Regions from separate parts of the Cricetulus griseus genome. Here region 2 is linked to region 1. A link is a contact called in public Hi-C data. All regions are on one chromosome and are shown on one strand. The core of a region is the stretch at or near the end of the contact, and the rest is flanking DNA. Distances in the headings are between cores, read along the strand shown.

Region 1 (5,214 bases), core at 961-3,460:
TCTCCAGAATGGTCATCGAGGAGACAGGAAGGAGGCAGATCCCTAGGTTAGTTCTCCATCAATAGTTCAGAGGCTGGGTAGTCAATCCTTCAAAGGGTGATGGAAAGTGAGAAGCTTCAGTATATTTCAAAGGCTGAGCTGACATTCCGGGATGGAAGGGGACAGGAGACAAAAAGGACCACACTGAATTTTCAGATTGGTGAACAAAGATGTGTACTGCCTTGGGCTGGCATGGGGAGATGTTTACAGGCATGGGGAAGATGTCCCACTTATTTATTTTTAAAGGCAGGGTCTCATCTTCAGTCCAGGCTGGCCTTGAACTCACAAGCAATCCTCCTGTTTTGGTCTCACGAGTGCTGAGACTACAGGCTTCCCAACATGAGATAATCAATATTCAACCCAACAGTTGGGGGTTGGGGGAGAAGACGTGGGACAGGTGGATATGTTTGGTGCTCAGGGGTGAGATCTGGGTTAGCATCAAACTCTTCAAGATATTCGAAGCCCTAAGACACACAAGTAAAATAGGTCTAAGGACAAGTCCCAGGGCCATCCATATTTAGCAGTTAGTGAAGTAAGAACCCCCAAAGAGATTGAGAAGCCAGATGTGGGGCAGTGGAGGCCTGGGACGATTTCTCACAGATTTGGGGTTTCAAGCTGGGGGTAGGGACAAATTGCTAACAGTAGATAAAGTCACATGCTGGCATCTCTATTAGCGTTATTGCTAAAGGCAAAGTCAGAGGCAAGGTACAGAACAAGCCAGGGCCTCTGCAGTGTCAGGAACAAGGAAGGCTGAATTATCCAAAGTGTCAGTACACCTGCCTGAAAAATACTGAAACCCGAAAGAGAAACCAGAAACAGCTTGGTGTCTAGGTCTCTGGGCTGCTCATTAGCTTGAATTTGAACCAGTTAAAGCACAGGACACTTGAATCAGGGATGTGGGGCTATTTATGAAACACCCCTGGATGGAGAGACAGGGACTCCGCCATAGTGCACAGACCCAGGACTCGGGCTTGCTCTGGATCCCTGGAAATCTACAGTATCTTATTCACTTGGAAACGTTGGAATGAGCTCTCAGCTGCAGTGCGGTCCAGCTTCTTGGGCTGCTGGGCTGAGCTCAAGTGGGGTTAGTGTGAGGTGAGCCTGCAAGGGGCCAGGGCAGAACAGGCAGCGCTCGGGGGACTGCAGCTTGGAGGCTACAACTCAGCTGTGCAACGTTTTCGTGGGAAAGACTGCCTAGAAGCCCCGCGTGGAATCCCGTCTCTCTACCATCCCAGCCTCAACTTCAGTTTATTGACGAAGCGTGGAACCCCGTGTTTGCCACGGGAAGGGAAGCAACTCTCTTGCTGGGTTCAGAAAAGGAGGCAGAAAGTTGACAGACCCCGGTAGTCGCAGAGGCTCCTCAATCGCTCTGGTGGCAAACAAAAGCGCGGGCGGACCGGCTTATACTCCACCTTCCCGGTTCCGAGACGCAGGGGTTGGCACGGAGCAGCGGGGACAACCGAGAAGGCCCAAGGAGGTCAAGAATACCTCGCAGATAGGGCCGCGAGAGTGGCGCCCGGGCGCCCCGCGGGGCCCGCCCAGCGCGCTGCAACGCGAGCGCAGAGCGCACCCCACGCGCGCGGGCCGGCCGGCATGACGGACTACAAGTCCCAGCAAGCCCAGAGGCAGCGCGGGGCGGGGTCTGGCGCAATTCCCCGGGATCCGGCGCGCTGGGAAGCGCCGCGGAGGACGCAGCGGCGGCCGGAGGGCGGCGAGCGCGGGCGGGGGCGGGCCGACGTGGGCCAGGGCCCTGCGTGCCAGGGAGGGGCTGGCCGGGCAGCGGCGGGCGGCGCTCGGAGCGGTCTCCGCGGCTGGCAAGGCGCCCACGGCTCGGTCCCGGCTCGGCGGACGGCGCAGGGCAGCCGAGGGCCCCGGCGTGCGCGGTAGCGCGGCACTCACAAGCGCGCGGACCCAGCCGCAGCCGTGCGCCCCGGAGCAGAGCGGCCACTGCTCGGGGGCCTCGGCCCCGGCGCTCATAGCGCCGCGCTGCTCCCTGCGCTTTAATGGCTGCTCGGCCGGCCGGCGCGTAGGGGTGCAGGCGGCTGCGGCGCGGGAAGGCGCCTGAGCGAGCCTCCTCCGCGGCCGTTCGCGCTCCATGGCGCCGCGGTCTCCCCGGACGGGCCGCTGACCCGGGACGCGCTTCCCGGCCATGAACTGAGCCCCTCTAGTGCCTCACCCTCGCCTTTCTTTTTGCGCCTCCTCGGCTCCGTGCTCCCCGGGGGCTGCGGCGCCCCGGGTCTCGGTAGCCCGTGGGCTCCGGGGCGCCGGGTGGCGGCGACGGGGGGCGCGCGGCTCTGGGCGCCGTGCTTGCACCATGAACTACCAGCAGCAGCTGGCCAACTCGGCTGCCATCCGGGCCGAGATCCAGCGCTTCGAGTCGGTCCATCCCAACATCTACTCCATCTACGAGCTGCTGGAGCGCGTGGAGGAGCCGGTGCTGCAGAACCAGATCCGGGAGCACGTCATCGCCATCGAAGGTGAGGGCCAGACCGCCCCGGGGCTTCTGGAAAGCGCGGGGGAGCGGGCGCCCCTGGCGCGGCGGGGTGTGTGCGCGCGTGTGTGCGTGCGTGTGTACACACGCGGTTGCCCGGCCGAGAGAGCACTGCGGTGCCTCTTGCCCCGCAAGGCCGGCGGTGCAGCCCAGCCTGCCAGGGAAGATGGATCGTCAGTGTTCATTTGATAATGGACAATAGAGTCTCTCCTGTGAGAAAGTGGCACTGTGCCGCTGCATCCTGGGCCGCCCGCATGTCCCGTTCCGGGCCCAGCCGACGCCTGGGGGCAGCTGCCTGGGATGGCGCCACTCGATCCGTGACAGGTTATCAGGCCTGGCCTGAGCGTCTTGCATGGACGTTGAAGATGTGTTTTGAGAAGCGCTGCTGCTGTGGGTGCTGTTCTGGCCAGCCTGCTCAGTTGCTTCATGGCTGCCCTTTTCCCCAGTTCTTGGATACTGGAGAGATATTTGGACCTGGAGCATGTAGGGAGCCGGTGGGACCCAGGCAGCATCATGTCCCAGGGCAGGTCTGCCTGCCCTCGTGCAAACGCTGGGCGTTTTGAACCAAAGTCCTGGGTCAAATTATGACCCTTCTAGGGAGACAGGACTCCTCCACATTCTCTTGCTAAAGGGGACAGACACTTTGATACACCTGCCACTTGGGGGCCACCCATGAGGAGGAGGAAAAGTGGGTGATTCTGCTGCCTGTAAGCCTGTGTGTAGAACACTGTTCTGACCCCCAGTGCCAAGCAGGGCAGTAGCCCTGCAGGAGACGATATCCTGGCTTGTGTTCTCTTTGGACCACTAATGGCTCCCCTGTCTCTGCTACTAGGTGCCTGAACAGTTTCCTTGTTTTGTTTCTCTGGCCCTGCCATCACTTACCTGGGGGGAGCAGGTGGTATGTAAGTGGGTAATGTGGTCTCATAGTCCAGCCGGTGGATTAGCAGCCTGTCCTCTTGAGTTGCTGTTGGCCAGTGACAGTGAAAGGCCTGCAGGTGGCTTGTCCTAGTATAGTACTGTGCCTGCCAAAGGCTGGTGAGCCCTCCGTTGAGGAGCATGGGAGCCTTCCAAGTCCAGCAGGAGTGTGTCCAAAACAGGTGCAGGTACTGCCCTCTTTCCCTCCACATAAGGCCTCAGCCCCCAGGAAAGCTTGGCTCCTGTGCGGTCTGAACTTCTAACCCTGAAGTGTTTGGGTTTAAAACTTGGCTGCTTGGGTGGAGAAGGTGAATGCTGTGTTGCTGATCCCCTTGGCATTTGGCAGCCTCATGTACTTGAACCACATCCCAGGCAGGCTTGGAGACTGACTCAAGATCCACAGGATATATTATAATTCCAGGGGGAGGGTCCCAGCAAGTTCTGTCCTTATGAGGACTGACTCTGAATGCATCTGGGCCCCTTGAGTGTTCATGGCTGCCTGTGGTGACTTCTGATGCCTCCAGACCCATCAAGAGCAATGGCTTCTGTGGGACGTGGAATGTCTTGTGGTGTTGAGGAGGGGTACATACCCCTCTTTGCCCCCCAGTGGATGCTGAGGAGGTATAGCGAATGGGTTCCTCTGAGAGCAATGTCTGGGTCCCTATCGGAAGTCTGAAAGGTGCTCCTGTTTTTTTCTCAGATGACTCTGCTCAGCTCTTCCTGGGCTGCATATACAGAAGTCTGATGAAACCCTCTGAAAGCTGGTGCCAGGGATGGAGTGCACCTGACTGGAGCTCCTTGCTCGGGAGGAGAGGAAGGCCTCCAGCTGGGTGTGACTCATTTCCCGTTCTTAAAGCTGCACTCTGGGGTCTTGGACTCTTAGCGGGAGGATGTGGTTGCATTTCTTTCTTTTTAAAATTGTTCTTCCACAGTGATCCTTTTTTTTTTTTTTTTTGATAGCTGATGCTATCAAGCCTCTTTTTGGCTATAACCTTTGTTCATTTTCAGTACAACTTAAAACTGATGGATGGATGCTCCTGGGGACTTTGATAATGCTTTATTTTTGTTAGAACCAGCAATGCCTGTATGATGCCAAGACTATAGTAAATTCGGTGAGACTGGAGAAGCTTTCGTATCAGCCTGTGTTCTTCCTGCCGTTATCTCCAGTGGTACACTGCTCATTTGTGGAGAACTTGAGCACAGATGATTTGGTATTCACAATGGCTGTCTTAGAGAGGAGGAGGTGGAGGTACGGGAGGGTGGTGACCCTTGAACATTTGAGGGGACTTTCAAAGGCACCTCTGAACTAAGGGGTTGTTTACGCCCCGGGTCTCTGGCTTCTTAAAGCACCATTCTTTCAGGACCTCACCCTGCCTCTTGTAATTAGATCCCTGTTCATTGTTACAATGGAATGGTCTTTCCATGTTAATGTTAAGATATTGGCAGGTCTTACATTGCTCCCTTGATATTTGGCATGGGGAGAAGGTTGCTGAGTTTTGGTAGCATGATGTGCTCGAGTAAGAAGCGAACATTTTTTTTTTTTAATTGAGAATATCACACATGTATGTAATGTGTTTGGAACAACTCTGCCTCCCAGTCACTTCCCAGTTCCCCTCAGAACTTCATGTGCTTTCCTCACTCTCTTTTTAAAACACAGTCCATTTAGTGCTGTCTGTATGTGCACGGGTGTAGGACCAAATGCTGAAGCATGGGTTGCTTTTTTAGGGGGCACATCCCTGAAGAAAATGAAGTCATTAAGTGCCAGAGGC
Region 2 (5,540 bases), core at 350-2,849, 68 kb after region 1:
GGCCTCCAGGCCCGTGAGAATAAATTGCCCTTGTTTCAGTTGGGTTGGTTCATTGCTGAAGGCCTAAAACCCCAGCAGCCGCTTGCAGCTGTGCGCTTCTGTCCATAGCTATCCACAGCTACCCACAGCTTTTGACTCCACATCTTTGTGCTCTCTCCATCTGCACTCTCTGCTACTAAGTGGTCTCTGTACGACTTCTCAGAGGAACTACAGAGGCCACTGGGTATCTTACAGATCAGACATGGCCCAGCCACAGCTTGAAGAAGCCCCTGACAGACACACACTGTGGGTCATTTCCCCTCTTGCCCTGAGCTTCTTTCTCCTTGCCCTTCCCTTGGCCTCTCTCACCAAGCCTCTTGTGGATTTCCTCCAGCAGTGGCTTTGTGAGTGAGTGAGTTCTGGAGACCTTTCTCCCACTTTACTGTTGAATTGTCACACTTCCTGGTCATTCAGATGTTACCCTATAGCCATCTGAGTGCATGTGTGGCCTCAACCAACACAAGTTTGTTATCTTAAAGTTCTGGGAACCAGGAGTATAAGATGCGCCTTGTATCTTACAGGGCTGTATCAAAGGCTGTGGTCCTTCAGGGCTCTAGGGGAGCTTGCACCGGCCTCTCCCAGCTGTTCCTGCCTTGCCTTACAGTTCTCCTCCTCCCCCACCCCTGCCTCTGCAGCCGTGCAACCCTCTCTGACCTGTAACAAGTCTTTCTCTGTCCTACCAGCTCCCAAATAATGACAAGGAGACTTATTACTAATTATGAAAGTTCAGCCTCTAGCTTAGGCTTGTCCCATTGGCTCTTACAATGTAAGTGAACCCATTTATATTAATCTAGTTTTTGCCTCATGACTTTTTACCTCTCTTCCATCTTGGACCTCCTGTTTCCTCTCCGACTCCTCTGGCATCTCTCCTACACCCAGATTCACCGCCTCTTACCCTCTGTCTGCTGTAAGTCTTGCCTGGCCTCTTCCTGCCTAGCATTGGCCATTCAGCTCTTTATTAAACCAACCGGAAGGAACCTTGGCAAAAACACATCTTCACAGTGTACAAAAAGATTATTCCACAGCACCGAGCCTCACCCACCTCCCTCTCCTAATGACCTGAGGGTTACTTGGGGTCACTGTATGGCTCAGAGTCATCAAAAAAGCTCCAGCTTAAAAACTTTTAAGCTGTGGGAAGTGATTTTTATCACAGGCTCTGTGCTGGGCAGCTGTCTGAACATCTGTAACCCACTTAACTGTCTTTTTGCTTTGTTAAAGACATGTATGTAGAGTCCAGCTGCAGGTTTGTTCTCCTGCCTCATTCCATTTCAACGCCCATCCTTGTCTTCCTTCCCCTTGCCCTGTTCCCCGTGTACAGACACGTCAGAAAGGAAGGCAGGTTCATTGTCTGGGTCTACTGGACAAAGCTGAGGTCACCGGCGAGTTGTTAAGGAGCTGCAAGTGCAGTGACAGTCAGCCCTGTCCTTGTATTCCAGGGTGGCAGCTGTCACTCAGGCATGTTTAGACAAGTTTCTGACAGATGAAGTATGGGGTGTGTACTGGCTAGTTTTATGTCAACGTGACACATGCTAGAGTCATCAGAGAGGAAGGATCCTCAATTGAGAAAATGCCTCCGTAAGGTCTGACTGTAAGACATTTTCTTAGTGACCAGGGAGAGGGCCCAGCCCATTGTGTGTGGTGCTGTCCCTGGCTGGTGTCCTGGGTTCTGTACGAAAGCAGTCTGAACAAGCCATGAGGAGCAAGCTTCAGCAGCTCCTCTCCTTGACCTCTGCTTCAGCTCCTGCCTTCAGGTTCCTGCTTTTAATGATGACCAGTTGTATGGAACTGTGAGAAAAATTAACTCTTTCCTCCCCAAGTTTTGGTCATGGTGTTTTATTACAGGGTTAGGAGCCCTAGCCCAGACAGGGTGTGAACCAAGAGAAGTTTGGAACTTCAGTGACCAACTGGTTCAATGCCGATGGTTTGGGGAGTGGTGAACAGGAGGCTGCCTAGGACTCTGGAGAGAGCAGTTTTGATGTGTGAGCAAACTGACCACTTGTGGGTGTGGCACATTCTTTAATCAGACTACACACTCACCCCAGGGACAGGTCCCTGATAGGAATTCGGTCTCAGCTGTTGAGGGAGGACCTGAGAGTGGCAGCTTTCTCTGGAACCCCTGCTGTTAGAGTTGTCATTCACATACAGGGCACACCCGTGAATGGATGACTTGAGGAAACTCCCCGTGCTAGACTCAGAGAAGAGCCAGAGCCCAGGTTTAAGTCCCACACTTCATTTACCTGATTGAACTCTTGCTGTGTTTGATCTTTGTGCTGCTGATAATGGAAATGCTCACCAGATCTTCCCTTGTTTGGAAAAGCCAGGGGCTCGAATCAAATAATTTTTGAGCATTTGTAGAGAGAACGTAATACCCATATGTAACCATGGGGACAGTAACAGAATCACTCCTGTCCCCCTTGTCCACCGAGCTCGCTAATCTGCTGTCTACTTGTAAAGCCTCCTGGGTGGAAAAGGAGAGTCCAATGGAAGGTGAATGATTCTTGTCTTGAGCTCCAGACAGCTGGTGAGTGAAAGGCAGCCAGAGACGCAGCTGCAGCTGTCGTTGAGCTGTGCTCCTGCCAAGGCAAAACAACAGGTATGAGGTTGGGATTCCGAGCTCAGCCTGAGCGGCCCCTGCTGTGTGTGCTTGGCATTCTTTGAAAGGATGGAAAGACACCCATTTTGTTTTTAATCTTTGCCGAGGGGTGCTGTCCTCTGAGTGTTTGTGGCTACTTGCAAGAGACCCTCAGGATAGGGCTTGTTGACGGTTGACATCCCGTCATAGTAGAAGGGGTATGGGGGGGTCATTGGGGCCTTACCTGATCTCAGTGTCCCTTCTGCACCTCCTGGCCAGTTGTACGTTCTGTGTTAATTCTGTCTAATTGCACATGGCCACATGGTCTGGGGTAACTGCTACAGACAGTGGATATTAACTGGGGAGTAGGGCTCCTGTGCAGCTGTGGGGGAGCCCTCAGCTGTGATGGAGTGAGGCTTCCTGGTGAACAGCTGCTTTGGAGTTACTAGTGCTCCTGGAAGCAACCCTCACCTGTGCTTTCATTGGTTCCCATTGGGCTTTGTTGAGGTCTTACTGTGTGGTTTGTTGTTGGTGCCTTATGAGGGTGGGACTAAAGCTGATGCCCTATCTCCTCAGGGAGCAGGTTCCTACAACAGCCTTGAAACAATCCATTCTGCAAAACAGCAGCCTTGTGACTGGGGTGTTTGAACATCCCTGTGGCACCTGCTGGGGTCCGGTGCTGCTGTCCCTCTCCTGCAGTCTCAGGAATGGCAGTGGAGCCATTTGCTGGAGGAGGAACAGTAATTTTTTGTGCACAGTGCAAACATGGGAACTTAGGGGAAGGTACTTTTTCCAAGTGCCTCTTGGTGATTACCCTAGAACAGAGAACACTGGGTTCCTCCCCTCAGACCTGTCTCTGTGCTTGTCCTCCAGTCTCTCACAGGCTCCTTCACCCAGCCTCTGACCAATGGCCTCGCTGAATAGCAAGATCTGGGTACGAAGTAGTCATTGGATTTTCGAAGAACATTGTGAGGAAGTGATATCCATTGATTTGGGATTCCTGAATTCTCTTTTTGGCCAGTCTCTGCATTTCCTTCATTGCTCGGCATGAGACCAGCAATTACTTCCCAGTTCCTTTTAAGGCTGTCTTCTACTGTGAGATTGCCAGCCTAAGTTACAGATCCAGCTTGCCCCAGATGCCAGCCCGCTGACACTGGCCCTGCAGACACTGCTCTACCCTGCTGCACAGTACTGGGGAAACTGCTGTTGCTGAGGGGAACTTCTAGACTCTTCTGGTGGAGACTGGTCCCAGGTGGCTTGTTTTCCTGGCTTATTCCTGAGTGTCTCAGCAGTTGGTATCACCTACTGTTCAGCTTTTTTCTATGGATATTCACGTCTGTTTTTTTGGCCTTGGATACAAGTCTGCCAGATTTTCTAAGCACTCCTTTCCTTGAGAGATGGTCTTGGTGGGAGCCAGAGCCTGGCCTTGGCTACAGGTGTTGTCTGGGGATCTGATGGCTGGGGAAGCATCACCCTCGTCAGACTGAGGGTGTTGGGGGGGTCTCTTTGACTGTGGAAGAAAAGCCCAATTGGAAGAAGATGTAGGGTGCACAGAGACTTCTTGGTGCCCTAAGGAGGCACACTTTTGTCTCCTGACTGCTGTGATCACATGGAGGATAGCCTCAAGGGCCGCTAGGCTTCTAGACTCTGTCTCCCTCCAGCTGTCAACTCCTTGTTTACCTGACCAGGTGTGAGGTGGCTGGCCAGTTCTGGGCTGCAGCTGTGTGTGGCCCTGTGTGATAGCTGTGTGCCTCACCCTGAAGTGGATGCCAGAACTTCTCCAGGCTTCCAGGCAGGAGTGTATGCGGGCCCCTTTCCCTGAGCCTCTGGGTTTGTGATGAGAGGAGTCACTGATGTGGATGGGATCATCCACCCTGCTAGTAGGTGGGTGGGTGATAATCTCCAGAGATCTAAGTGTCTGATTTCAAAAGCAATGGCTTCAAATCTTAGGATGAGTTAAATAGTGGTATTAATGAGATTTTTTTTTTTTTTTTGCTTTAAGTCACAGTTTACTGCTTGACTTACGTGTTAAATATTTCTCATGAACTTTATAAAAGCCTTCAAGATTTTTGTCTCATTTAAGCCAGTGACATTGCAAACAGACATACACTTAAGTATGTATACTTGAATTTTGGCTTTGAGGCCTTCAGACTTGTTTTATTCAAGTATTATAAAAAGAAAGACGAATCACATTCTTAGGGGAATTTTAAGAGTACACATAGATTAAAATTTTTGTTCTGCAGTAATTGTAAACTCACATTCAGCAAATAAGGCCATTCAGACGACAGGAAGGAAGTGGGGCTTGAGAAGGCTTAAGTGGACAGTGGAATCTTAGATTCAGCTTCTCTCGTGCCTATGCTGCCCCCTGCTGGCCATGTTAGACTTTGCACTGAGGATGTCTGCTTTTAGCAGCAAGCAGGCTCTCTCTCCGTTGTTTGCATACACACCACAGGTACTCTTTCCTTTTCTGTGGCCATCCTTTCTTCCCCAATACTAAGAATGACTTCTGGGTCCTCTCTTCTGACTTCTTAAATTATAATCTTTTTCCTTTCTGTTCATTTCTTCCCTGTGCCCTTCCGCTGACCTATGGCGTCATTTCATGAGTTTTACTTTTTTTTTTCCTTTTCCTGTTTGAAAGAGGAATTGAGAGAGTGATCAGCTTTTTTGTAAGCTGCTAGTTTGTTTATGTATTTAGGTATATATGTATTTATTTTTGAGGCAGGGTCTCTCTATGAAGACCAGGCTGGCCTTGGACTCACGGAGATCCTCCTGCCTCTGCTCAAGTGCTGGGATTAAAGGTGTGCACCACTATGCCAGCCAGCTAGTTCTTTCTAAACTAGTTCTTTCTAAAAGATAGATAAAAGCCTGAAAGAAGGCATCATCTTCTCCATACAGGAGCACTGGCTGGAGTGGGGACCCAGGTCAGCTG

What was found. Hi-C and Micro-C count contacts between places; a contact is called where the count stands out from the background.
Region 2: a Hi-C map of the CHO-K1 cell line shows a contact between it and region 1, with 3 times the contacts expected there. The contact joins the enhancer-like site here to the promoter of LOC113833598 in region 1. A contact is called at or near these places in 6 of 8 Hi-C or Micro-C datasets (the CHK-Q cell line, the CHL-YN cell line, the CHO-K1 cell line and 2 more).

Annotation. Positions count from the first base shown.
Region 1 is chr2:440,982,414-440,987,627 of CriGri-PICRH-1.0, forward strand. It overlaps LOC113833598 (atherin-like), which reads right to left and starts at 2,211. Exons shown (of 3, transcript XM_035441117.1): 1 at 1,379-2,211; 2 at 1-87. The coding sequence starts at 2,190. The coding sequence ends at 1,441. It overlaps Agap1 (arf-GAP with GTPase, ANK repeat and PH domain-containing protein 1), which reads left to right and starts at 2,059. Exons shown (of 18, transcript XM_027397516.2): 1 at 2,059-2,516. The coding sequence starts at 2,354.
Region 2 is chr2:441,051,117-441,056,656 of CriGri-PICRH-1.0, forward strand. The region is part of intron 1 of Agap1 (arf-GAP with GTPase, ANK repeat and PH domain-containing protein 1); the gene reads left to right. Among named protein-coding and RNA genes, the nearest start is that of Agap1, 69 kb to the left of the region's middle. Within about 2 kb of position 1,600, at least 1 of the 6 cell types and tissues checked has open chromatin away from gene starts, as enhancers often do. A contact at or near this core is called in the CHO-K1 cell line, where this site is marked.